5 separate regions of the Mus musculus genome follow, and regions 1, 2, 4 and 5 are each linked to region 3. A link is a contact called in public HiChIP or PLAC-seq and promoter capture Hi-C data. All regions are on one chromosome and are shown on one strand. Each heading gives the region's core, a stretch centred on a gene start, on an enhancer-like site or on the middle of the called end of the contact. The rest is flanking DNA. Distances are from core to core; before and after follow the strand shown.

Region 1 (5,286 bases), core at 1,028-3,527, 450 kb before region 3:
AACTAATAGTTGCTGAGAAAATTGTGGCTTAGAACACTTAACCTAAAATTAAAATGTGCCGTTTCACTGGCAAAGGAATCTTCCCAAAGCCACAGTTCCCTTGAAGCCACTGTCAAGGAGGTGAGGACCAAAATAGTTCCCTTTCGCTTTAGCTAGGCGCCTACCAGATGTAACATGAGCACAGGGGCCCCCTGACTGGGAGGATGGCAGGGAAGGAGAGGGTCTGTTTCTGAGTTTTAGCCCTAAGTCCCTAGAGAAGGAAGCTCAAGGACTCAGCAGTCTCCCTTCTAGACATAGGGGTGTACCAAAGGGGTAGTGGTAACTTCTGTGCTATCTGGCATCTATCCATCCATGCAGACCATCCATCCATCCATCCATCCATCCATCCATACATACATCCATCCATCCATACATACATACATACATAACCTATCTATGCATTCATCTATCTGTGCATCCACCCATGCATCCATTCATGCATCTATGCATGCATCCACCCATGTATTCATCCATCCATCTATGCATCCATGCATGCATGCATCCATATATCCATGTATCCATCTATCCACCATCCATCCACTCATCCATCCATGCATCCATCCATCCATCCAACCATCCATTCATCCATGCATTCATCTATGTATCATGCATGCATCCATCCATGTATCCATCCATGCATCCACCCATCCATGCTTGTATCCATCTGTGCATCCATACATCCATCCCTGCTAGATGGTTGGCTCATCCATAGAGAAGTGAAGGACAGCCCTTTCTGAAGGGTTGGGACATTTCCTTGACTCTAATTGGTATCTTACAGATATATTTCCATCCAGCACTGCCTCCTGCACTGCTTTTGGGGGCATTGCTTCTCTGCTCTGTGCACATCCACCACTTTGCTATCCTCTCAGACAAAAGTCAGAGAGTCTTAAAGCTCTAAGGATTGGGTTCCTGTATCCTTTGATCTCATTTTCTTTCCTCTTTCTCTCCTACCCTCATCAACCTCTACTCTTCATAAGCCAATGGGGCACCATCTGGCCTTGGCCTGGTCACTTGCTGTTTCTTGGGCCTGGAAATATCCTTTCTTAAACAGTCCCAATGACTTCCCTCCTTATCTCCTTCATGTCTATGATGCTACTTCCTCAAGGATGTTCTCTAGCAACTCTCCAGTGTTGATACCCAGGCCTCTTCTCATACATATTCCTGGTAGTGTTTGCTCAAGACAGTTATTCCCAGTGGGACACCAGGTGCCTAATCCAGCCCCTGTCCATGGCTCTTCTCAAGAGTTCATGCCTTGAAGGGCAGGGCCCTACTGGCCTCGTTTGCTGTGGTCTCCCCTGGATTGGGCTCAGGCTTTGACAAGTGATAGGAGCTGAAGAGATAACAATTGCACAAGTGAGTGTGGCCTTGGGTCTTGGTTGGAAGTGACCTGGGTGGGAGGAGCTAAGAAAGGACAGTGTGCAGAGATGGGGATGGGGATATGAGTTGTGGGACCAGGGAGTGGTGGACCCTAGCTAGGCCAAGGTTGCAGCATAAGCCTAGGGGTGGGGGTAGGCTCTGGGTGTTTGATCCTGGTCTAGCCTGGCCAGGAAGCCATAGGGAGGTCTCTGGTGTTCTTTCAACTTATAAACTTATATTTTAATTAATTAATTAATTAGTTAATGTTTGTGTATGTAGGTCATAGAGAGTCTCTTCTACTTTGGGGCTTCTAGGCATGGAACTCAGGTCATTGGGCTTGGTGACAAGTGATTTCACTGAAGCCACCTCACTGGCCTGGTCTCTGGGCTTTTAAGACTCGCAGAATGTGTTCATTAACATGTGTCAGTGTGTGTATGAACACACGTGCACAGGCTGGGGGAGCTGGAGGCCTTTGAGGATCATGGAAGTAATTCTAGGTAACTTTGGATGGGCCCTGTTGTCCTAGGTAACTTGCTTAGGTCCTTCATCCTGGTCACTGAAGTCTATCTAGAAAGCCTCTGCCCTCATTACCAGCTATAGTGACAAGTGTGTCACAGCTAGGCGAGGACAGAGGCCAGCAATAAAAGAGGTATAGTCTTGCCTTGCCTCCTTTGACTTCCAAAGACTGGATTTCATCTGCACTGAAACCCTCAGATGTACCTTGAAACCACCATTATGCGATTGCCATTGAGAACTGGCACTGATTAAAAGGCATATTCTCGCTTTCTGAGATGATAAAACAGGAAATAACACAGGTCCAAGAATCAATTGTCTATGAGAATAATGGGCTGCACAGACACCGCCTGGCATGCGGCTTCTTTGTAAACGTGCTGTTTGTAGTTTACATTCTGCAGAGCCTGGAGGACCTCGGCTCGTGCGTGCAGAGGCCACCACAGAGGCCAGACCTCTGTGTTTGTGGAGAGAGCTGGCCCTGAGATGGAGCTTGGGACTTCCAGCTGATAGACGCTCCAAGAAGTCATGCCATCTGGGGCCCCCAGCCTGGGATAATGGCAATCAGATCCTGTGTTTCAGGCATAAGCTGAACTCCCGCAGAGGTGGGAAGGAATGTACCCTCAAGTAGAAGCCTGCAAAAGTTTCCAGAGTATTCCAGAGTGCTTCCGCTCCAGTTTCCACCGTGGCCAGGGCTTTCCAAGACCCTTTTCTCTAATCATTTCTACTCACCCCGCGGGCTGGAATTTCCCACCAGTGAGCCCTGATCTAATGCAGCAGGGTTGGGGTTCAGTGTGTGGAGAGCCACAGATGGAGCCAGGAGTGTCAGGCCTCCTTCCCAGGATTGAGGTGATCTGTACCCCTAATTGCTGTCTCAACGGGCTGCTAGGAGGTGTATTTTCAGGGTGTGGAGGGGGCTTTGTGTTTTAAATCACATCTGGCTGCCAGCTTTTGATGAGATTCCCAGCATCCCTTATGAATATTTAGGAGGATGCAAAGCAGATGTAAATGTGAAATGGGGGAGGACTCTCAATGAACAGTTGAGGGAGGTGGGAGGGGAGCACCGCATAGGAGGCTTCTTTTCTCCACTCAGCCTGTCTTCAGCCTCAGGACCCTCACAAAATAGTCCTGTCTGAGTTTCTATGGTGGTCTTGTTTCCCAGAGCAGACCCCAGGATGAGTCACGGATTTGTCTGACTGCAGGAGTGAGGTAGATGGTCAGCTAGCCCAGTGTACAGTCTCCAGCCAGCAGGCAGCTGGAGTTCAGGTCCTGTAGTGACTCAGGGAGATAATGGGGACCCATCACTGGTGATGTTTTACCTGAAGAGTGAGGTTGCTTACCCATCTATCTCCCTCAGCATTGCTGTTGGAGGACGGCTTCTCCTCTGGCACATGGGTCCTGCCCAAGAGGGCTGAGTCTGGGAATGGGAGAGGAGAGACTCAGACATGGAGACTCAAGGCCAATATGTGGAGTGAGTCTCCATACAGAGCCAGAAGCTTCCAGAAAGGAGAGGGCATAACTGGGATCTAGGCCTCAGATTCAAACAATCTCTTTGAACCCTGGGATCAGAGAACCAGGCATGCTGGCTGCTGCTGGCTCTATCCAAAAAGATGTATTTCCATGTGGATGGCTACCTCTGGAAATAGGTGGCGAGGGAAGCTGGGTGTTTCTTGAGTGTCACACACATGAGTTCATGTAGATGTCGCTCCACTAGAGAAAGGAAGATGTGAGGTTGGGGGTGGATCCAACATGGTACCTGGGATGTTGCTGCAGTACAGGACAGGGCAGGAGTGCTAGGAGCCAGGGAGGATGAGGAAGGACGATGGTAACCTTGGTTGAGGCAGCTATAAGGGTCTCTGTCGAGAGTTCAAGACTATGTGGCCTTCTGATGGGAGAGCAATAGTGTGAGGTTGCAGAGAACATTTGCGCACACATTGGCAGATGTGAGGGGACAAGAGGAATCCAAAGTATATGAAATCACACCAATGACAAAGAGGGGTGTGTGGGTATCTTTTATCTGAAAATGTCTAAACTACGCAGGGGTCAAGCTGGCAAGGAAGGAGCTGTTGGGCAAGGGGCAGGGGCACAGAGATGGGATCTCGTGCTGCAGGTGAGCCTTCCTGTCCCAGGGGCCTCGTGAGAACCTACTGCTCTTGTCATCCCAGCATGAGTGAAGAACACACAAGGGGACACTAACAATGAATGCCCCCACCCTGTTTCCCAGGTTGCCTCTGAACTAATGATAGTCTTGCCTCCACATTCCTATCTCTGACATGACAGGCCTGTGCTTGACTCTTTGTAGCAAGTGTTAACTTTTAACATGGGCCAAGAGGACCCGCATGTTCTGTCCAGTTGTGATTTTTGCTCATGGTGCATCTGTGCCTAGGGAAAGTACTAAAGAGCAGAGGCTGTCCTGGGTGGGAAGGAGATGGCCGAGTGTTGCCTTAGGACCTAGGCTCCATCCCTGGCATCAGCCACTGCTACGTGATAATATATCTTCTTTGTCAAAGTAGTCAGAGTCTGGGAGCCCCGGCATGAGGTCAGAATTATGTGGTTCCCTGTTTACCACCTCCCACAGCCCCAACCTTCCTCTGGAAGTGCTACCCACAGTCTGACAAGGTTGCCCCCCGTATCTATGAGTTGATGGCCTGAGACTGAGCAAAGGGGTGTTCTTTATGAATGTCACATGGGATGTTCTTTATGAATTCCACATTCTGGTGACATGCTTATTAGAATGGGTCCCAGTGAGTGGGGTCTATGTACACGGAGAAGGGGGCGTTTTGTTCTCCAACAAAGCTTCCCTCCCCTTTTCCTCTTCATGAGCCAGGGTGCCCATGGCAGAGATATGTGCCAAGTTGGGTAGCAAAGCCATGGCCCCAGGATTCTCAGAAGCCAACAATTGAGATGATGTTGCAGTTGGGGTAGACCATTCTCCCAGGAAGCTTCTCCTTCATACTAGCTAATCCCAGCTTCTGGGTCACTCAGGATATTCTGCCTGGGCCAGGCAGGGTCCTGGTGGCAATTTATCAAAGGGCTTAAGGCTGAGGATTTGAAGTTACTCAGAGTGAAACTGACTCCTTCCTTTGAAAACTATGCCACTGGCAGGGCCCTTGCCTTCTGAACTCCACACATCCTTCTGCCCACAGCGCTCAGGAGTGGGCCTCCATTCCCCAGATGCTCAGAAAGATGAGACACAAGAGTGTTCTGAGCACTTGTCTTGGGAGTGAGCTTATTACAGTAATGAAGGTCACTGAGGGGATGGGGTTGGGGCATCTGACTGAGCCGAGATCTGGCCAGTGCCCTCCACACGTCTGCTCTGGGTAGAGCAGAGAGCGCTTGGTATCACACACATACTTTCAGACTAGAAGTGACTCTTCCTTG
Region 2 (5,081 bases), core at 1,747-4,246, 420 kb before region 3:
AGGTAGAGAACCTTCCTCCCTCTCAGCCCAGCCATATTGCAGGGTGCCTGTGGAGCCAGTAGTCAGAGACTAGACACTCTTTGGGTTCTGGACATAACACAGGCCTCATTCCTGGCCTGGGGAATGAGAATGGAGCACATCCTACGTGTTCAGCAGACAATGGTTCCCTCTGATCGACTCTTCTTCCTCAGACAGGTGTGCCTCCTGCTGAGAGGAGAGGGTGAGGCCTGCAGGAAAGCCTGGCAGGAGGCACAAACCAGGCAAGTTCCTGGAGGCTGTCAGTGGCCTTTCCCAAGCAGAGGTCAGCAGGTCAGGGTCTTGGGAAGGACTGTAGCTGCAGATGTCAGTGTACGTCTGAGCTGGGGTGTGACTCAGTGGATGCATGATGCTTGCACTCCCAGCACCACACATACAAAAGCCAGAATGCCGTTCACTGGACCCTTTTGTCCTCAACCTGAAGTCAAATAGCACTTGTGATGGCGTCAGTACACAGTCAAAAGAATGACACATGGTGGCCAGTGTCTTGAGGAACTGTGAGAGAGGCATTAGGCCTTTTTTTGTTCCCTAGATTGCTCTTGGATGATATTTTGTACCTCCCGTGACAAATATTTGTATTCAGTTTGTCAGACATTTTTATTCTTGTTGGCCATCAGAACACAGCTATAGAAACCAATCTGGTGAAAGGATTTGCTGTCCTCGAATCTGGATACGGCCTTCTTCCTGGCTTTCATGTTTTCCCTGATAGAATCTACAGTACGTGCCAGGCAGTTGTGTTTAAACTGGTCTGTCTTGCGAAAGTTCCGGGAAAGGGCTGCTCTGTTAATGGATAGTATGTGCTTACTGGCTTTTGTGTTTGATCATGGTTTTCTGTACTCAACCCTCCTCGGATCGTTGCTTGCTTTGTTACATCTGTGTATAAAAGCATGCTGAAAACCAAATAAAGTTGTCGGCAGCATTAGATGCAGTCTGCCCCATTGTCTAAGGTCCTCAAATCCCAGGTCTCGAAGACAGGTCTGCACAGGTTGGTAGAAAGTCTACATTGGTGCAGCTGAGCTAGTCTGCTTGGGGAAAGACATGGAGGCTTTGTTAGACCTGATTCCGACCAATGGGAACCTGGTGGGTGCACGTGCCTGGCTTACTGTGACCCTGCCTGTCAACTTCGGTATCAGGCTGACCAAGATAATGAAGTGACCTTCTTTTTCATACTTTTATTTTATTTTTATTCAGAACAGAGTCTTGCCTTTGTAGCTCAGGCTGGCCCAGAATCCTCCATCCTCCTGCCTTAGCCTCCCGAGCGTTGGGATGGCAGGTGTGCGTCATCACACCCAGCTTCTTGTCTCGTTTCTACCTTGTTTCCTTCAGAGCTTTCTTATACTAGACCATGTCCTGTCAGGACTGGTACTTGGCCAGTTCTGAAACTGGATATGGATTAGTGCCCCATGAAGCTCTGCTACCTGTGGGGTGTGTCGCCTTCGTCTTTTCCCTGCAGGCACAGTGGGTAGTGGGCAGGGGTAGGACATATTTGTCACCTCTAACAGCCATCATCTTGGGTTGGATCAGGGTAGACGATATATGCACTCATGGTCTACAAAGATGGGTAGAGTGACCCCAGTGTTTTGAGGTTGACAACCCTCAGAACAGGCTCAGGTACCTGGGAGGTTGACAGGAAACATCATCAGAAACACTGGAGTCTCTGAATTCACAAAGGGCGTCCACCATGGGGCTGGAGTGTACCGTGTACTCTCTCCCAGGGCTATCTCCCTGAGTGACATCTGTAGAGCTTCTAGCAAACCACCATAAGGTGCCATCCCTGGGGGTGGGAGGACTATGGGTTCAGGAAACATGGCAGGAGAAACTGAAGGACTTCTGAGACAGGCTGTACCTAGGGTTCAAGCTTTTGGTATGGGACAGCTGGATCTGTGCTGATAGGATCTGTATTCCAATGTGTGAATCTGAAAAGGCCCTACTTGGTTCTTCTGTTTCTTGGGCTTTCTCTGTGTTGTGGGGGAAAATGAGGCTGATGAGGACTAAGCACTCTCCAGGTCTGGGTAAGATGCAGGAGCTGGACTGCTCTGAAGATGACATCAGTCACACAGCCCCCGCATTCCCTTCCCCTCCCCCTCTCCAGAGCCTTTCAGAGACAGACAAAGGCAGTGCTGTGCTTGGAAAGGCCGGCTCACGGTCCCGAGGGTGCATTCCGGAAGACCCGATGCTTGACCCTCCTCTCTCACTTCCGAGCAGTCTGGAAGTTCCTTCCATAACAAATTCATCCAGAAAAGGAGAGGCAGCCTGTAGCTGTGCTGAGTTTCCGGGGGCGTGGCTCTCATGCCATCCCCTGTGGGCCCGTGCTTAGGTGTGTTTCACTGGGAGACTGAGGCCCGGGGCTGAAGGGCCTGCCCTGGCCATGAGGGACCAGGGCTCATGCCCTTGCCTTCCGAGCTTTGCAGGCAGGATTCCTCGCTGGACTTGGCTCTCTAGCATCTCCTGGCATTTCCCATCTGAGGGGAGCAGCTGAGGGTGGGTGCTGACAACTGTTCTGCAAATGGCCGGGGAGGACAGCTTGATGGGGCAGCTGTGTAGCTGAGAGCAGAAGTGTGTTTGTGTGTGCCTGTCAGCCTGACTGTGTGTGAGGGAATGTGTGAGCCCGCTGGTGTGAGGCTATGTGACTGTGTGAGTGTGTGTGTCAGCACGGACATATGAGAGTGTGTGTGTGAGCATGCATGTGTGTTCAAGGGAGTATATGTATGTCTGTCACTGTGGATGAGAACATGTGTGTATGTACATGGCCCGTGTGTGTGTGTGTGTGTGTGTGTTATGAATGGGATGAATGGGGGTAACTTCTATGTTGTCTTTGCTTGGAAACTCTTTCCCTTCCTGGGGTACCTCTGCATGCTGTTGATGCAACCAGGGCCTGGGGCCTGGTTTTTTCAGGACCGTGGCCTCCCCAGACCCTTTCATCTGTGTTCTCAAGGTTTTCCTTGGCTCTGACCCAGGCTGAGTTCCTGCCAGCTTCCCTGATGTGTCTGTACCCCGCGAGAAAAGGCCAGTGCGTACAGACCTCATGGTGTGGGATCCCTCCTGGGCCTTCTCCTCAGAGCTCCTGCTCCTGTCTCCTTAGCAGCCCAGGGCTTCCATATCAAACCGAGACCTGTGCTGGTACCAGTGCCTGAAGACTGGGTGATGTTTGGCAGCACCATGGTCTCCTTTGCTCTCTCTCTCTCTTTTGCGTGTGAGTGTGGAAGCAGCCCCAGAGAGGTGAAGTGATTTAGCCAGGTTACCACGCACTGGGAGACATGTGGGTGGGTGATGGCAGTGGAATATTGGACTCCTAGCTTTGGTCTTGTTTCTTAACAACACAGAACTTGGCATCTGAATGGTTTGGGGGCACCTGCTAACCACACAGGAGCTGTGATCCTCCCTATAGCAGACTATGTCTTTATAGGAGCCTGGTATATCCTGGTAGGAAGCTAATACAGACGTGGGTGGCAGACCTAGCTTCCCATGGATCTCAGGACAGTTGAGGCAAGGGCTCCTTGTCCAGTGCTTTGATTGAGAGTGTGGCCAGCCTTGCCACAGGCCTGTAGCTCCAGCCTGTGGCTGAGGTCCCTCCAGGCATTGAGAAGGGAGCTGAAACCCTCAGTGGCTACACTTGCCTCCTTTCCCTGGCTGCAGGAAAGGGGATTTGCCCTCTCTGTATTCTGGGACTGGCAGAGGTAGCCCAAATCTCCCATGCTGGCCTGGTTCATCTTGGTCTATCTGGGCAGTAGGTCAACATGGCAGGGAGGTTACTGTTTTTTTGTTTGTTTGTTTGTTTGTTTGTTTGTTTTAAGAGCCAATGACCACAAGCAAGAGAGAAAACTTCTACAGAGCAAGGCAGGCCTTGGTCCTGCCAAACACAACCTTCACCCTGTCTCTCCTAGTCACTGGCACCAGGTAGCATCCATCACCTGAGGGTTTACAGCTGTTCTGACTTACAGAAGATCATGGCACCAGGAAACAAAGGGGGTGGGGTGGATTCAACTCCCAAGCCCATGGTTTTCCACTTTAAAAGGAACTTAGAGTTGGGGAGCAGAAGACGGAACCTCAGACGAAGAGATGCTGCCTTGGGCTGAGGATGCATGTTCCTCCTGTCTATACAGCCATGGCTTTAGCAGTGGACTGCTGGTCTGCACAGTGGGAGAAGACTTGGGGAGTGGATCACATAATGGAGAACATGGCTAGCATGCATGAGGCCTTGGGATCCACACCCCTTCCTGCACAGAGATTGGCATTAAATTACTACACATGGAGAAGCAGACTTTATAGGTATTTTATAAGTTGACTTTTGCAAAGACACTACTGTAAGCCTGGCTTGGGAATCACTGTCCTGTACTAATAACCCCTGCCCTGAAACCCCATGCCTGCTTAGCTTATTGTGCAGCTCCTTCAGGTCATGCCCCAAGGCAGAGCTGGAGCTCAGCCGGAAGCTTTTCCAGAGCCTCGACCTTGCATCTGGGTTAGGCAGTTCTAGTCTTGAGAGGTATTAAGCTGCAAAAAGATTTCTATCAAGAAATCTTGGCCAGTCACCCCAGAGAAAGATGGGAACTGCTTCTTGCTGTGAGCAGAGTGTGGCTCTTTAGTTTTGGGGTCACACTCCCATTTTCCAGGGTAGCGTACTGGCCTTAAGCAGTTTTGAAAAAGCATTTTGTTGTGGTTGTTGTTTGAGGTACTGGGAAATACAACAGGTCACACCTGCTCACAGCATACAGGGGGCTGATTGTTGGCTTAAGCACATGCCTTGTAGCTGTCACTGTGAGAGAGCATATATGACACCCCACAACCCCTCTTGTCCTGTCACCCAGCCCCTCGACCTCGGCCTCCCCAGGAATCCTGTTCTCGTTGGCTTCACCTTGTCGGATTACGCCACCAAGATTCACTCTGCTGACATTCATGCATATTACCTTGTAGACCCATAAACCTGTGTTCCCTTCATTTCTCCATTTGGAAAACTGTGTTCTCCCGCTCGCTTGTAGCAGGCACTTGCATGATTTCCAGGCCTGAGCTGTTACAAACGCAGCCACTATGAGCCTTTCTTCGAGTCT
Region 3 (4,947 bases), core at 2,264-4,763:
TGTTTCAGAGTCTCTCAAGTAAAATCCTGGCTATAGATTGGGACCTGGAAATGCGCAGTTGGCAGACTCCATCCGACAACACACCAACAGATGCTCTTGAAAACAGATCTGCACCCAACGGCTTCATTAAGGGAGGAATGTGATATAGTGGAGATGCAAACAGAATACAATTATAAAGGGTTCAAAGGGGCTGGAGCGGTGCTTTGTGGGTAAGAGAGTGTAAGGGCTGAGAGACAGTTCATGGTCAAGGATGCTTGCTGCTGTGCTCAGGGAATCTGGTTTTCAGCACTCACATCAGGAGGCTCCCATCTGCCTGCAACTCCAGACCCAGCATATCTGATGCCCTCTTCTGACCTCCCAAGGCATTCCATGTGTATGTGCACATACACATGCACACGCACATCTCTCTGGTGGGGGTGTAAATCTTCAAAAAGGCCAAAATCAAATTTAATTTTAATTTTTCAAAAAGCATGCAAGACAACACCAAAAAGTGCAAGTTTCCATTGCACACACTTGTCCCAAACACTGATGATCTACCCAACCTTTATAAATTTCAATTTTATTTTACTTAATGACTATGGGCGTTTTGCCTCCATATGTCTGTCATATCACATGCACACAGTGTCCGCAGAGGCCAGAGATGGCATTGGGTGCCCTGGAGCTAGACCATGTGGGTATAGGACCGCCCCAGGTCCTCTGCACAAGCAGCCAGCAACCTTGACCACGAGCCATCTCTCAGTCCTTGGATAAACCTTTGTAAAAAGAAACTGAGAAGCAAGGAAGTAGCTTGCTCTTTAGACTACATTTTTCAAATATCTCCTTTATATCTTTGCCATAGGCCAACTTCCTTCTGCTATATTTGGTTAAAAGAATGAAGGGTTTAGGGCCAAGAATGTTCCTTAAAATTGTCTACTTGAAGACTTTCAAAGGTGAGACTGCTAAAACCTAGAGGAGAAACTACCCAGGAAGGACAGTAAATCAACTTCAGGGCCAAAATTAGACTCAATGAACTCTGTTCGAGTACTCTACATCATAAAACACACTCAGTCAGACAGGTTAAAAAAAATCTTTACTATCTTTGGTGGGTTGAGGCTTTGTACCTGGATTCATGGTGTAGACAAAGGCTCTCTCATTTGGGCCCCACCTCCTCCCTGCTCTGGGGTACAAACTGGGTCTGTGGCTTTCAGAGTGTTGGTTTTTTTGTTTGTTTGTTTGTTTGTTTGTTTGTTTTAACAAGCTATGATAGGTACTTTTGGCCCAAACTCACAATGTCTAAAGGACAGAACTAACATAAGGAAGGCTCAGAGAGAACATTTGATGAGGCAGAAGCTTGCCAGAGCTCAGCACCCAGAGCTGAGCTGGTGCAAGCACAGAAGTAGGAGATGGCAGAGACTAAGTGTGCATCTTATAGCAGGACAAGGATGGCTCCTAGCTGTTTCATATCCTATCCTGCTATTAGAGTTGGGCTCTCTTTTAGGACAAACTGTGGGTTGCTTATTGAAACTCCTAGTTCCAAATGCTGCCTGCCTTCTCCCCACAGAAAGACACTGGCTTGATTTCTTTCTCTCTCTCTTTCTCTCTCTCTCTCTCTCTCTCTCTCTCTCTCTCTCTCTCTCTCTCTCACACACACACACACACACACACACACACACACACACCATCCTGGATACATGACAAGTGATTTTGAAATGCTCAAAGAAGCAGTATCTAATGAATGGTCTCCACATTAGTTAGTAGCTGAGGAGGGCCCAGCCTGAGGGGCAGCATCAGGTCCCCTCCCTGGACCTCACCCCAGGGCTGCCTTCATAAATCTGATCTCCAACTGTAACTGCTTTGGCTTGGTTCCCTGGGTGTAGATTTTCTTGATTCAAACTCATTCTGCAGCACGCCAAGTTCTTGGGAGAGTTTCTTCCACTTGCCAGGCGCTGACTGGGAGTTACAAAGTCAACTCTCTGGCTTTCCAGATTTTTTTTTTCTTCCCAACGGAAGAAATCAAGAAGCTGAGGGCAGAGAGGCTCTGCTCCCTCCAATCAGCACCGGCCTCTGGGTCGCCAGGCCTAAGTCAGGAGTAAGAAACTCCATGGCTGGACTTGCAGCTTCCAGCACAGTGACAGCCCCACGCTCCCCAGAGACCCGCAGGGTGAGGGGCACGTTCTCAGACGGGCTACTCCAGAGCCCGTGTAGCGCCCCCCACCCCGCCCGCTCCCCGCTTCAACTCACTGAATAAAGACAATACCAAAGTCCGGTCCACACCACCTTAGGCTAACTGCGCCCAGCACGCACAGGGCTTCGCTCACCTCACCGAAACTCCAGTGCCCAATGCACACCCAAAGCGGGGGCCAGGACTGAATGGGCAAAGCCTGGGTCGACAAGCCATGGGACACAGGACCAGGATCCCATGCGCGCGTGTCCACGCTGTCACCTTCACTGACACACGAAATCGTACCAATACAGGGACAGAAACAGCCTTTCCACCCGCCAAGCCTCCCCACACACTTAAGTCCACGTAGTTACCTCCGGAGCCATCCACACCACATAGGGAAACAGGAAGGCTCCCTCACACAAGGGTCCCCCAACCCCCGGTCCCTCTTGGTGACAATCAACTAGCTACACCCAAGAAGGAGGGCCGGAAAAGAGCCCACTCGTGGGGTGGCCAGGACCTGGAGGTGCAGAGCCCTCTGTGCCACCCGGCGGCGAGACAATGCCAGGGCGCACAGACTCCTGAGTGCTCGGGTCCATCCAGGCCAGCCCTCTCGGTGTTCCTGTCCCTCTAGAGGAGAAGGCAGCTGCCACCAACCGGGCAGCACACTCTCCGACCCATTTCAGCCGACTGCCAAGCCGGGAACCCCAGTTCAGCCTTAGCGATCGTCCTGCAAGTCCAAATATGCGGTCTGTCCTTTAGGTCTCGGATGACCGGATCTTCGAACAGTTCTTGGAAAACCATCCCAGCCCGCTGACCCTGCCCAGCCCTGTCTGGGGACCCTGAAGGGCCTCGGGGACCCTACCTGGCCCTGGGGACTCTGACCTCCAGGGATCCAACTTAGCCCTGGAGACCCCGTCCACCCCTGTATAGGGACCATGCCCTGTCCGGAGACGCTGCCCTGTCAGGAGTCCCTGGTCAGTCCTGTCTAACACCCTGAAGGGCCTCGATGACCCTACCCGGCCCTGGAGATCCTGCCCAGCCTTGTCTGGGGACCCTGCCCGGCCCAGGGCATCCAGCTTGGGGACCTTGCCCGAGGACATCGTGGGACACCTGGCCCCGCTACGGGTTCAAAGTCGCCGCCGCCTCACCTCAGGATTCAGTGGCTCGTGAGCACTGGACGGCCGAGAGGAGCGCAGCCCGCGGAGCGCCCGCTGCCTCAACAATGGAGCCCGGGGCGGGGCCCTGCGCAGCTCAGCGATCTCTCAGTCGGGACCTGGAGCCCAGACACCGCCGGTGCGAGCTGTGGCCGGAGGATTCTGCGCAGGCGCGACAGGCCCCGCCTGCCTCCATAGCCCCGCCCCCTGAACAGCAAGAACCCGCCCTCTAGCCAATGGTTAGGGAGTTGGGCGGAGGGGGCGGGGCCAGGAGGAACAAAGAGAGGCTGGGCGGGGCCGTGGGTCCGAGCCGGCACCCGGGACTCTGCGCTGATCTGATTTCGCTTCGGGCTCAGCGCCCACGTGGACTAAGCTCAGTGGTACTCGGTGCTCACCCCAAAGCTAGAATTGGTTCTAAAGGAAAACTGATGGTTCTTGCCATCCGAATTGCGATCCTCATAGCCTTGTCCGTCTTCTGGTCGAAGGGTGTTGGTATCATTAAGGGTGGAAAGAAAGAGAAAACTCCCTTTAGGTGCTGTGCCAAGCAGATCCATTTCGCTGTCCTACTTCAGGATCCAATTATTAATCTCATCCCTTTCCTGCTCAGAGCCTTGTTTTTGTTTTTTGTTTTTCCATTCCCCCACCAGGCATGACTCCTATCTACCTACTACCATTTCCATTTATCCATATCTCAATTATCTTTAAAATTCGCCCAAGCCTTAGAGGACTGTTCTGGAATGTATCTCTACAACATTCGTGGATTTCCCTCTATTTCACAACCTGTCCCTCTTCTCCAAGACTTCCCTTCTGCCTCTGACGAGAGCCTTTGTGATCATGGCTGGAGACAGCATGCTTCTCTTGGGATGGATACCCTCATCAGAAGCCCTATCCACATACATGATCACTGCAGGATCCAATCCAGTCAGCAGTGATCACCAGACCTCAGTTGGACTCCCCCCAAATTACAAATAGCTTACTTCCAGAGACAGGCCAGCCTGCCGCTCCTCAGTGAGTCCTGGAGTCCATGCAGAGCCTCAATCCTCCTGTCTGACTCCCCAAGCCAACAGATGATCTGCTTGCCCAGGCACTGGGGCCTCTTGGTACAGCCCCTTATTCGAGAAGAGCTATTCTTGGGAATGGGTTTGATTGGTGTGGTTAGTGTTAATTGTTAACTTGTTGTGAAGGATTACCTCATCGCTGAGCATGCATGTACAAAGTAGTTACCTAGATTTGGTTGAGGTGGGAAGACTAACACTGAAGGTGGGTAGCACTTGTCACTGGGCTCAAGTCCTGGTCTGTTTTAAAAGGAGCCATCTAGTTGAGTTCAGGTATTAATTGGCCTCAGCTTCTTGAAGGTGAGTGTGGTAGGACCAGCAGCCTTCAGCTCCTGACACTGTGACTTCCTTACAGTCAAGGACTGGACCACAGCTGGAGAGCCGTGGGCCAACAGAAACCGTTCTTTCCTAACTTGCTTTTGTCCAGGTATTATCAGGACAACAGAAAAGCGAGACATTCTGGGACACCGTCCTGCTGTACGAGCTGTGCTGGGACACAGAGGCAGGATGGTGGGCTGCTTTGCTCAAAAATGAGAGCAGCTGTGCTTGGGGAAGGCCAGAGAAGGAGACAAATAAAGGGAGCCAAGGAAGATGG
Region 4 (5,389 bases), core at 2,427-4,926, 480 kb before region 3:
CTCCATCCCAGACCCTTCTACCTGCCCTGAAGCCTTCTGCACTGCTCTCATCCATGCTCTTAGGAGGTGACAGACACTCAAGAGATGAGGCCACATGGTTGTGATTCCCTGCAAGCCACCGGGGACTCATCAGATGGCTTCAGAACCAATTCACCAGCAATATTTAGAGATCAATCACAGCCCCCTCCAGTCCCGGAAGTAGAGTCTGAGCTTGCTGAGCCGAGTCGAGGCCTGCTGCTATCATGTCCTGGTTGATGGAGGGAGCTCTGGTGTGGAGGTGCCCTTTGCTGAGGTCACAAGCTCAGTGACAAGAGCTGTCCTGAAGCAGAAACCGAGGCTTAGGGACAGCAGGTGACAGCTCATGCTCCTCCTGTGTGGGGAGCCACACAGGACATGCCATTGGACGTTCCATTGGCCCACCATGCTGTTCTGCTCTGTACCCTGGTGCCTTCTGGGTGTGGAGAGAAGGGCCTTAGGGATTGAGTGAAGCTAGGAAGTCAGCGTGGTTGGAGCATCAGAGGGAGAGGCCTGAACAGTCTCGTGGTGCCACAGGTATAGTAGACTTTCTGAAAATATCTACCCATCATTCACTTAGATGAGTAGGTTGGTTCAGGCAAGTGGCTGGGCCACTTTCTGGCTTAGGGGCAGCAGGGCTGTGGATATTTCTGCAGTTCTGGGAAGTTCGGTGTGCAGAGGTGTGGGTCGGGTGCTGTTTGCATGGGTGTAGTGAGTGTGGCTGGATGTGGACTTCTGGATGAGTGTTCCTCCCCCACCCCCCATGAGCTTGGGCTCTGAGCGACAGCAAGAGACAGGGGCCCAGATCCAGTGACACTTCCTGCACACCCTGTGTTGCTCTTCTTGTTTCCAAACTGCTGCAGAAACTAAATGATTAATTAAGCGGCACCCACACAGGTTCTTTTTTTTTTCCCCCAAGAATGTTTTTCTTTCTTTCTTTCTTTTTTTTTTTAAACAAAGCAGTGCTTCAGTGGCTTGTCAGAGATGGGGCAGGGAGAAAGCTTTAATGGTCTTAATAAATCACAGTTACTCACGTGGGCAGATGCGTCAGGCTGAGGAGGCGCCTGATTAAGCATCTAATTGTGTTGACTGAGCTGGCCACGCCCCCGGGGGTGGCCATATTGCCCAGAGAGATTGTGAGCAAACCCTACCACCTCTTCCTGCCTTCTTTCCTGTTACAGAGCCAGCGCTTCAGAGGAGTCGCTCCCAACCTTTGGCAGACACCTTCTGGTGACTTTTCAGCTTTGCACATGGAAGCCACCTTAGTTCCTGGAAAGGGGTGGGGGTGGGGTGCAGCATGGCCAGAGGCACAAGGACTCTAAAGTGGCATTCTATTCCTTGGTGTCTTCCCATTCTAGGCTTGTGATGATCAAGTGTAGCTGGGGTTGCCAGGTGGTGGTGGTGCGTACTTTTAATCCCAGCACTTGGGAGGCAGAGGCAGGCTGATTTCTGAATTCGAGGCCAGCCTGGTCTACAGAGGGACAGCCAGGGCTATACAGAGAAACCCTGTCTCAAAAAAATATTTGTAGGTGGGGTGGTGGGAAGGTGACCACTAGCCACTGGCTAATGAGTACTGCTTGCAATATAAATGATACAGCACAAAGCTGAAACACACCAGGAGACTGTGCTGGGCTGGTGTGGGCTTACACAACACTAGGAAGACAGAGCACAGTTGAAGTTGGAAAAGCTGGTGCGTCAAGGACAGTTTCATCCAGAAGAGAGCCAGCAGCTTCCTGGAAGGGGAGACTCATGAAGCCTTTCAGGATAAGTGATATTAAACCCCAACTTTCTGAGTCCTTTCTAAAAGTCTGGCAAGAGGTAGCCACGCAGACAGGGCCAATCCTGCCTCAGCAGAGGGCTTGGTCCCTTACTGAGTAGTGCTACCACAGACCTACAGACAATGACATAAAAACCCAGTCACCACTGTGTTACAAAAAAATCTAGATAGAGCTGGAGAGATGGCTCAGCGGTTAAGAGCACTGACTTCTCTTCCAGAGGTCCTGAGTTCAATTCCCAGCAACCACATGGTGGCTCACAACCATCTGGAATGAGATCTGATACCCTAGTCTGGTGTGTCTGAAGACAGCTACAGTGTACTCATACATAAAATAAGTTTAAAAAAATTCTTTAAAAAAAAAATCTAGATAACGACCTGGAGGCTCTTGAGCAGTTAGGATGGCTGGGGTGGGAGTGTTTCAGAGCCAGAGGCTGGGATGCGTGTGTCCCACTGGGGAGACGAAACACGGCTCCCTCTGAAGCAGACTGTGAAGCTCGTGCCCACATTGTGACTCGCACCTGAATTCTCTCTCATACTTTAATAGCCCAGAGCTGGCAGCTGGACTCTGCTGTCCAGCTGCAGATGTGTTGGGTAAACGAAATGTGGTATATCCATACAATAGACTATTATTTGGAACAAAGTACAAACATGTTGTAAAACGTGGCTGCACCCCGAGAGAGCCGAGTCACAGCAGGCCGCATATTGTTTGATTTCCTCCTTATGAAATGAGTACCGAGCGTGTGCGGGGGTGGGGGGTGAGGGGGTGGGGGTGGGGATAGAAGGAGACAGGAAGTAGACTGGTGGTTGCTTTAGCCTGAAGAAGGTGTGTGTGTGTGTGGGGGGGGGGTCTGTAACAGGCTGAGGCAGGGGAATGCTCCTAAGTCACTGTTGTGGGGGGATCGCAGCTGTCCCCAAGTTCTTGGGCTGTACCCGAGGTGAGAGGATTTCAGTGGTAAAGTCTCTATGAAGCGTCAGAAGAGAGGCAATGAGGTGAAGCCAAAGGGTGGTGGGGAGGGGCCACTTGCTGAGGGACATGGGCAAAGGAGAATGGGCAGAGAGCAGAGCTGGTGTGGCAACAACAGGCACAGTGGCAGGGCACCCCGGACTCCTGGGTCAGTGGGAGGGGCTACAGAGGAGCTGCAGTGGCGAAGATGATTCTTGTTCCCTCCCACCCCGCAGGCTGTCCACCCTGGGTTTCTGCTGCGGCTCTCTTTTATAAGATCTCTTCATGACTCTCTGCTACGTCTCTCTGTTTCTCTGCCATGGCTTTCTGCTGTGGCCCCTCTATCCCGGTTCTCTGCCTTGACCCACATGCCTTCATTCCCTCTTTGTGTGTCAGGAGCCTTCTAGGCCCCAGCCTTAGAAATCAGTAGGAGTCACCTCCATTTTCAGATACTTGTCTAGCTTCAAGGTAATGCACGTGCTGTTCCCTCTCCTGTGGAGTAATACCACAGAATTTGGGGCCTCACCTGAACACCACCATAGTGAGAAAGTGTATCAGAACCTCAAACAGCCTCCTCAGCTCAAGGCCCCTGAGATGACAGCATCCCTGACCTCTGTGTGACCGAGAGTCTGCCCCAAGCCTGACCCCGCAGCTTCCGAATGTCCTTCCAGCCCTCAGAACCAGAGCAGGATGTGGTGGGGACTTGCAACCATTCCCCAGGCGCCAGCTAGAACAGCCCTGTTCGCTCAAGGGTTAAGTCTCGTTGAGGGTTGCCTGGTGTGGAAATTTATGAAGGGGATTTATTACTAACAGGTGGAGGACGCAGGCATTTCTGGAGACCCAGAGACAGCCTGCTAGATGCCTTGCAGATAACGAAATGCAGGGGCCCCTTCCCCTGAGACCCACTAATCCAGAGGCCATCTGTCCCCACGAGTCATGGCTCTGGTTAAGACGCAGAGAGACTGAGGGTTGCAGGGTGGAGCTGCCATGGGCCACAGCACACAGGGAGGGCAAGAGACTGGCCCCAAGTTCAGGCTTCCTCTCTGGGCCATGGTTTGGAGGATTTCCAGGAACTTCTGGGTGGGGCTCGCTTTTGTTTCATCCCCCCTTGCACTCCAGCTGGTCCTGTCACTGTGTTGCAGAGGTCTAGCTGAGTGTGTGTGTGTGTGTGTGTGTGTGTGTGTGTGATTCATGGGTTGAGGTGAAGGGTGTCACTTCACTTCGTACGCGCCCCACACTTGCTTAGGCGTAGAAATTGAGCATTCCTGTTTAGCACCTGGAGGCAACCAGACCTTAGCTGTACGTTTGGCCCTTCACACTAGACAAGAGCAACCTCAATCCTGAATCCACCCCCTTTTCCATTGAAGATGTCCCCAAGGCCTGGCGCTTATATGCTCCTTGGCTGTGCACCCCACTGTGTGATGGAGGTGAGTGTGTCAAGTTTTTTTCCTCAGATTCTCTAGAAAAGTGACCTCTACCCTACATGGTGAGAAGGCAGGAGGTGAAAGATGGGTCAGTTAGGGTGGTGGCAGGGGTCCTTGGGATTTTCTACATAGTCATGGAGGAGGACCCTGGGACCTCTCGCTGCAGGGAGACTGTAGGGCTGGGGAACAAGCCTCATATGTCCTCTCCTTCCTCGATGTCACCTCTCTGTGTTCATAGACTGAGGCTGAATTCTGAGATAAAGCTGACACAGGCTAAGCTCCTCCCAAGGCCTCTCTTCTTGGTTTCCAGGTAGCATCTTCTCCCTGGGTCCTCACAGCATCATCCCTGTGTGGCTCTGTGCCTAAACTCTTATGAAGATGCCGGTCACTGGACGTTGGCATACCTAGTGACCTGTACTCAAGATCTCTGTAAAGGCTCGGGTTAGTTCTGGAGTCCTGGAGTTAGCTTCAGCCTTTGAATATGGGGGAGAAAGCTGAGTCTTTCTCAACAGTTTCTTCTTGTTGTCTTAGTTACTTTCCTATTGCTGTGAAGAGACACTGTCACCAAGGCAACTTAGGAAGCATTTAACTGGGGGCTTGCTTACAGTTTCAGAGGTAGAATCCATGACTGTCATGGTGGTAAGCGTAGCTGCAGGGAGGCAGGCAGGGATGCAGGCATGGTATTAGAGCAGTAGCTGAGAGTTTACATGTTATTCACAAGATGAAGGCATATATATATATATATATATATATATATATAGAGAGAGAGAGAGAGAGAGAGAGAGAGAGAGAAACTGGACCTATCATGGGCTTTTGAAACCTCAAAGCCCACCCTAGTGATCCATCTCCCTCAGAAGGCCACACTTTCTAATACTTCCCAAAACAGTTCTACCGACTATCATTTGACCTATTATTCAAAGATATGAGCCTATGTGGGCTAATCTCATTCAAACCACCACACCTCTGTGTGGGCTGGGGCTGGGAGCTGAGGTGGGATTGAAGCCTCAGACTTCCCTTATCCCTACCACACGTTGACTCTGTGCCCATCCGTCCCTCCCCATGCCAAACTTCTCAGCAAGCGGCTGGGTGGAGATTCTGCCCACACACGTTGGCAGGAAGGGGGTCACAGGGAAAGCAGAAATAATGGCCTTGAGCCAGTTCTAGTAAGAACCTGTTATACATCAGGGGCAGGAAGTTCTGTCTGTGGTCAGGGCTTTGGGCTAGCTACAC
Region 5 (5,148 bases), core at 1,255-3,754, 310 kb before region 3:
CCCCAGAGACCCTATCGATCCCCAAGATAGGTTTTGCTGGTCCTGGTAGGTCACTGGGTGCTAGTCTCTAAGTGAAAGAACTTGAGGACATCTCTTAAAACTGTCTTAACATCCCTATGAGGCAGGCACGATCCTCCCAGTCTACAGATTAGAAAACTGAGGCTCAGCAGACGACTAGGGTGGACCTCTTGCTACTGCCATTCCACACCCCTCAGGGCTTTCCCCAGGACTCACCCAGCAGGGTTTTTTTTTTCTTTTTGATTTTAAGTACACCCCAGATTGCTTAGCACCAGGGCGGCTCAAGTCTGGGTGAGTAGACAAACTCCTCTTGGTGGGACAGGATATGGGCAAGAGTCATATAAAGTCCAAGTGTCCCTTTTGGGTGGTAGCCAATGACTCAGGACCCTTCCTCAGAAAAGTCCAGAGTCACTCATGTCCCAGCTGCACCACTGGGAGCCAGCTGGAGAGATCCTAGCCTGAGAATACCCAATTTCCACCCCAGAGCCATTATACTGACTAGTGACAGTCCCCTCCACCTACCTACCCTTACCTACTTGCTCTCACCCTGTAAGGGAGGCCGCTGACGGGTTTCTCCAGGCCATCAGCATCACAGCATGACAGGAGAGGGTGGCTTACTGGGGCAAGGGGGGAAGAAGACTCCCCATTTGTAGCAGGAGTAGAGGGGGCAGATAGGACAGAGACAGAAAGACGACACTGCCCAACTTTAGGGAATCATGGTTTTGAAGGTCAGCTCCACTCTGCCCTACCTGCACAGAGCCTCAGTTTTTTATCTATGACATGGGGGTGACACCCACTTCATAGGGTCCCCTTGGGAGGCAGAAGCCTACGGGTGGGCAGACTTTGGGTTCTGGTGGCCACGGTCATGGCTGCTCGTTGATTTTGGAGACGGGCTTTTTCCACACGAGGCGCTGGCAGTGTTCCAGGGCATTACACATTTCAGCGGCCTCTGGGCTCTTGCACCAGAAGCTGGGGCCCATGACGCACTGATCTGTGCCTAGAAGTGGAGTCTTAGGGCCGTGGCAGGCCCCCATCTTCTTGCATAGGTCCGTGGGGTTCATCATGAACTTGAGGCTCTCTATGAGCACAGGTTCATACTCGGCCACAAAACGGTTGCACTGCATCACATAAGGCAACGGCAGGATCCGGCAGCCACCTTTGAAGGCATTCAGAATGTCCCGCTTGGTGCTCTTGTGGTCCAGATTCTGGGAAGACATGCCCAGCAGCCTTTTGCACCCTTGGCAGAAGCTGCCCTGGTTTTCCTCATCCACCGGCAGGGATGGTGTGGTTGCCACAGCCCTGGAGATGGACCTGGCCCGCCTTTTGCTGCCACACAGCTTGATGGTCTCACATACTTTCTCTGGGGTGACTTTGGACATGAGCTGCACCAATTCAGGGCTGTAGGTGTCTACCAGGGTGATGCACTGTTGGACTAGAGGCTCGGGCACTACGGTGCACACTCGCTCCAGTGTGTGGCTGATGAGAGCTTCTGTGCTGTTGGTCACAAGCCACTTGTCCAGCTCCTGGACCAAGTTCAAGCACACGTCGCACGTCAGGCCCAACTGCATCTGCAACTCATTCGTCCTCGGCATCTCCATCTCCAGAGAGGGGACTCCATCCACAGCGGCCACTCGAGTCAGCCAGTGGGCAGACTCTCTCTCACAGAAGCCCCCCTTCCTGCAGACCTCCTGTGGGGGGAGACCCTGCAATGTTTGCTTAGCAGGGACAAACTGCCGGTGGATGTAGTTCTCGCAGAGGGCAGCCAGGCCAGGCCCCATGGACTGACACTGATTCTGGACAGTTACCTCTGCCAAGGTCAAATTAGACTCTAGAGCATCCTGGAGCAAGGAGATCAGCTGGACACAATCATGACACACAGCACCTTCAGGCATCTGTGATGGGTGGAAGCTCAACGCCCCGTTGGATAAGAATGGGGCCATCACCTCATTTGCATCCTCCTGGGTCAGCGGTCTCTCCGAGGTAGTCTCAGCTAGGTGCCTCTGTAATGGTTCACAGAGGGTGAGCGCAGTGCACACAGAAGCCAGGTCAGTCTCCTGAGCGCCACTGAGCATGCTCAGGACAGCTGCGCTGTGGTTGTTCACCATCCACTTGCACTTAGCTGAAGACTCCTGGCTTGGAAGCCACTCACAGGTCTTCATTACTGATGTCAAAATATCCGACTCTGTAGCACCTGGGTTCACCCCATTGCCAGCAGCCGCGGCCACATCCTGGCACACACTGCAGGGCAGGGACTTGACTGTGGGCTTGTTCCAGACAGCACTCTGGCAGTGCCTCACGGCCCGACACTTTGCAGCTGCCTGCAGGTCCTGACACCATACCTCCGAACCCTTGGCACACTCACGGGGAACTGAGATGGGGCTGGCCCTGGCAGCCCCCAGGAGGCCAGACCAGAGAATCAGAGCGCACAGCATAGTGCCCATGGTTCCACTGGCTGCTCCCTCTGCTTGGCTCTCGCTATAAAACTAGCTCTCCTGTCTAGCCTGCTCAGCAAGGTACCTGCCCGCTGCTCCTCCCCAACCTGAGTCAGAGCCCCACCTGCCTGGGTGCTGGCCCGTCCTCTCTGGCTTCTGCCTCTTGGCCATTCTACCTCCCTCTCTCTCCCTGAATAATCCCTATTTTCAAAGTCTAGCTTCTTTGGGAATGAAGCTTCTATTCTGTGTCACACCAGGCCCAGAAGAACCAAATTCCTAGAGTGGCTTATTTCTAACTGGGCCTCATGGCCACATGCCCGCCACAGGCTCTGGTCCTAAGGCCCCACTGTCCAGGGACTGACTGGACTACTGATCCCACAATGCCTGGGTGAAGGCTGCTGGCATGCAGAGCCTTATTCTGGAGACTTCTATGGGAGGCCATGTGTGGGCTGGTCCCTAGCAGATGCGCATGATGTTTGCTGAGGCTCACAGATACAAAGGGGTTTTCTGTTTCACGGTTAGGTCATCTGTTGGCTTCTGTAGTTTTGGAAATAAGCGTTAAGCAAGAGCATTGGCATCAGGCAAATGCACAGCTGGCCACGGCCTCATCCTGTTGATTCTGTGGAGGACCCTGAAGCCAGACTCACCTGTTCTGATTGACAGGCAGCTCCCAGCTTCCACGGGAGTGGGCAGATCAGGGACCCTGGGAACTCTATGAAAATCCTGCATGCCTTAGTGGTGTGAGTCCCACACATGGGTATCTGTGGCTCAGACGTTGGGGTTCTGGGTGCCTAAGGAATCCACTTCCCAGTTATGTGGGAAGGTATCCCAGCTGCCTTTGCAACAGCTTCACAAAGAATGCAGATGGTGCCTCCTGTTGCCCTCCCAAGAGGACGGGCTACAGAGAGAATATGGAATGAGGTTCGCTGAGCCCTTTAGATGACTGACTGCTAAGGTCTCTGCTTCCTTTGGGCCAGTGGAGGAAGCAGGCTTGGTGAAGTAGAGAGGTTGGGTTCTCTTAGCTGCAGGGCCACCAGGGCCAGCTTGTCAAGCTGTACAGAGGTGGAACTAAAACAAAGTGCTTTTATCTAGACCTGCCTGGGCAGGCCCGGGCTGACTCACCCCAGCACCTTACCCAGTTGCTGTTTATGGAACACCCACTCACTATTCACTTTGTTTTTGGGGCGCAGGCATTTTTTCAACCCTACAATCAACTCCGTTTGCCTGCCATTTGTGTGATCTTCCATTTGACTCAGTTTTGACCACTCCCCAGAGTCCATCCAGACCCCACAGTTAGGGCTTCAGACTATGCACTGGCTCAAACCTCTCCACCTACCTCTCTATCAGGGTTCCCATGGCCCTCTCTAAGCTCAGTTGCTATTAGGAAGTCTTACAGAACCCAGGAAGGCTCCATACCAGTATATCCCTTAGGACTCAACTTAGGGGAAGGTGCCAGCAAGAAGAGATAGGCAGAACATGGGACCTTTGAGCCTACAGCCAAGAATTGACAAATCTCATTGAAGAATTTCATCTAGAGCGCTTGCCCTTTCCCCAGAGTCATGGCTGAGGGATGGCTGAAAGTCCCAGGATTTTAGGCTCGCTGGTGGGAAGCACTACCCACAGGCTGTCAAGGACATCAGCCCAAATCATCTAATGAGTTTAGTAAGTGCAGGCTCAGGAACTCAGGACTTAGAGCCTCTGTTGTATTTTGATATAGTTTTTAACTTAGAAGACAGTGGCAGAAATAGTTCAGAGAATGACTTACTTTCCCAGGTATACTGATAATATTTATTTACTCTCGATATACCTATTTTCTTGTTATCCATCCAACCATCCACCTACCCATCCATCTGTCTGTCTACCTATCCACTCATCTATCCTGTCCATCCATCCTTCTGTCCATCTATTTATTCATCTACCCAGTTATCTGTCTGTTCATCTGATACACACACACACACACACACACACACACACACACACACATCCCTGTCTGTCCACTCATAATCTATCCATCCAATTATCTGTCTATCCATTCACTTGTCCGACCATCCAACCATCTATCTATCCATCCATCCATATATCCAATTTTCTATCTGCCCATTTATCTACTTGTTTATTCATATATTCATCCAGCCACCTGCCAATTTTCCATCCATCCATCCAATTATGTATATGTATGTCCATCCAGTTATCCATCCATTCACCGTCTGTCTATCTATCTGCCTATCCAATTTTCTGTGTGTTCTTGTACCCACTTGTCCATCTTGTCATCTGTCCATCCATCCATCCTTCCATCCACCCATCCTTCCATCCATCTATCTATCCCATCTATCATATGTCTACTATGTATATGTCTATCCATATGCGTAAATATTTGCATTTAGTGTGTCACAACTGCTGTGGGTGGCTGTGGGCGAAGCCATTGTGTTCCTTTGCCCATTTCTTCCGTGTACCGTTCCTAAGAATGAGGACATTCTCTCCCATGGCCACAGTGTATTTATCAAAACCTAGAGCTGCAGTGTTGACACAGCACTGTTGTCACACAGCACTGCTGTCACACAGCACTGTTGTCCACGCTGTCCCAGTGTCAGAGGTGCTATGTCCTAGCACCTTATCTCCCAGGCCCACATTGCCTTGCTCACGTCTGCCGGTAGCCCTGTTGGCCTTTTCTTCTGTCACATTGGGGCATAAGCTGGTA

The links. Promoter capture Hi-C pulls out the DNA fragments that hold promoters and counts their contacts. HiChIP or PLAC-seq counts read pairs in DNA pulled down with a chosen protein or histone mark. Capture Hi-C pulls out chosen DNA fragments and counts their contacts.
Region 1: a promoter capture Hi-C map of hippocampal neurons shows a contact between it and region 3, with 3 times the contacts expected there. The contact joins the enhancer-like site here to the promoter of Afap1 in region 3. A contact is called at or near these places in 1 of 39 promoter capture datasets (hippocampal neurons), 3 of 484 Hi-C or Micro-C datasets (nephron progenitors, neural progenitor cells and trophoblast stem cells), 3 of 115 datasets of contacts at active chromatin or transcription factors (embryonic hindbrain, large pre-B cells and neural tube) and 1 of 9 other capture datasets (adipose tissue).
Region 2: a promoter capture Hi-C map of hippocampal neurons shows a contact between it and region 3, with 4 times the contacts expected there. The contact joins the enhancer-like site here to the promoter of Afap1 in region 3. A contact is called at or near these places in 3 of 39 promoter capture datasets (cranial neural crest, hippocampal neurons and pre-B cells), 2 of 484 Hi-C or Micro-C datasets (nephron progenitors and neural progenitor cells), 2 of 115 datasets of contacts at active chromatin or transcription factors (bone marrow-derived macrophages and large pre-B cells) and 1 of 9 other capture datasets (adipose tissue).
Region 4: a contact with region 3 is called in a FOXA1 HiChIP or PLAC-seq map of pancreatic cancer cells. The contact joins the enhancer-like site here to the promoter of Afap1 in region 3. A contact is called at or near these places in 2 of 39 promoter capture datasets (hippocampal neurons and pre-B cells), 2 of 484 Hi-C or Micro-C datasets (the HL-1 cell line and muscle stem cells) and 8 of 115 datasets of contacts at active chromatin or transcription factors (cardiomyocytes, embryonic fibroblasts, embryonic stem cells and 5 more).
Region 5: a promoter capture Hi-C map of pancreatic islet shows a contact between it and region 3. The contact joins the promoter of Psapl1 here to the promoter of Afap1 in region 3. A contact is called at or near these places in 1 of 39 promoter capture datasets (hippocampal neurons) and 2 of 9 other capture datasets (embryonic stem cells and pancreatic islet).

Annotation. Positions count from the first base shown.
Region 1 is chr5:36,337,107-36,342,392 of GRCm38.p6, reverse strand. All of the region lies in intron 1 of Sorcs2 (sortilin-related VPS10 domain containing receptor 2), which reads left to right. Among named protein-coding and RNA genes, the nearest start is that of Mir7689, 38 kb to the right of the region's middle. Within about 2 kb of position 2,277, at least 12 of the 459 cell types and tissues checked have an H3K27ac peak or open chromatin away from gene starts, as enhancers often do.
Region 2 is chr5:36,311,021-36,316,101 of GRCm38.p6, reverse strand. All of the region lies in intron 1 of Sorcs2 (sortilin-related VPS10 domain containing receptor 2), which reads left to right. Among named protein-coding and RNA genes, the nearest start is that of Mir7689, 12 kb to the right of the region's middle. Within about 2 kb of position 2,996, at least 107 of the 459 cell types and tissues checked have an H3K27ac peak or open chromatin away from gene starts, as enhancers often do. A contact at or near this core is called in hippocampal neurons and neural progenitor cells, where this site is marked.
Region 3 is chr5:35,891,885-35,896,831 of GRCm38.p6, reverse strand. It overlaps Afap1 (actin filament associated protein 1), which reads right to left and starts at 3,513. Exons shown (of 17, transcript NM_027373.2): 1 at 3,292-3,513.
Region 4 is chr5:36,371,793-36,377,181 of GRCm38.p6, reverse strand. The region is part of intron 1 of Sorcs2 (sortilin-related VPS10 domain containing receptor 2); the gene reads left to right. Among named protein-coding and RNA genes, the nearest start is that of Sorcs2, 24 kb to the left of the region's middle. Within about 2 kb of position 3,676, at least 116 of the 459 cell types and tissues checked have an H3K27ac peak or open chromatin away from gene starts, as enhancers often do. A contact at or near this core is called in embryonic stem cells, memory CD8 T cells, muscle stem cells and 2 more, where this site is marked.
Region 5 is chr5:36,201,377-36,206,524 of GRCm38.p6, reverse strand. Psapl1 (prosaposin-like 1) reads right to left here and starts at 2,504. Exons shown (of 1, transcript NM_175249.3): 1 at 1-2,504. The coding sequence starts at 2,459. The coding sequence ends at 882. The region is part of intron 2 of Sorcs2 (sortilin-related VPS10 domain containing receptor 2); the gene reads left to right.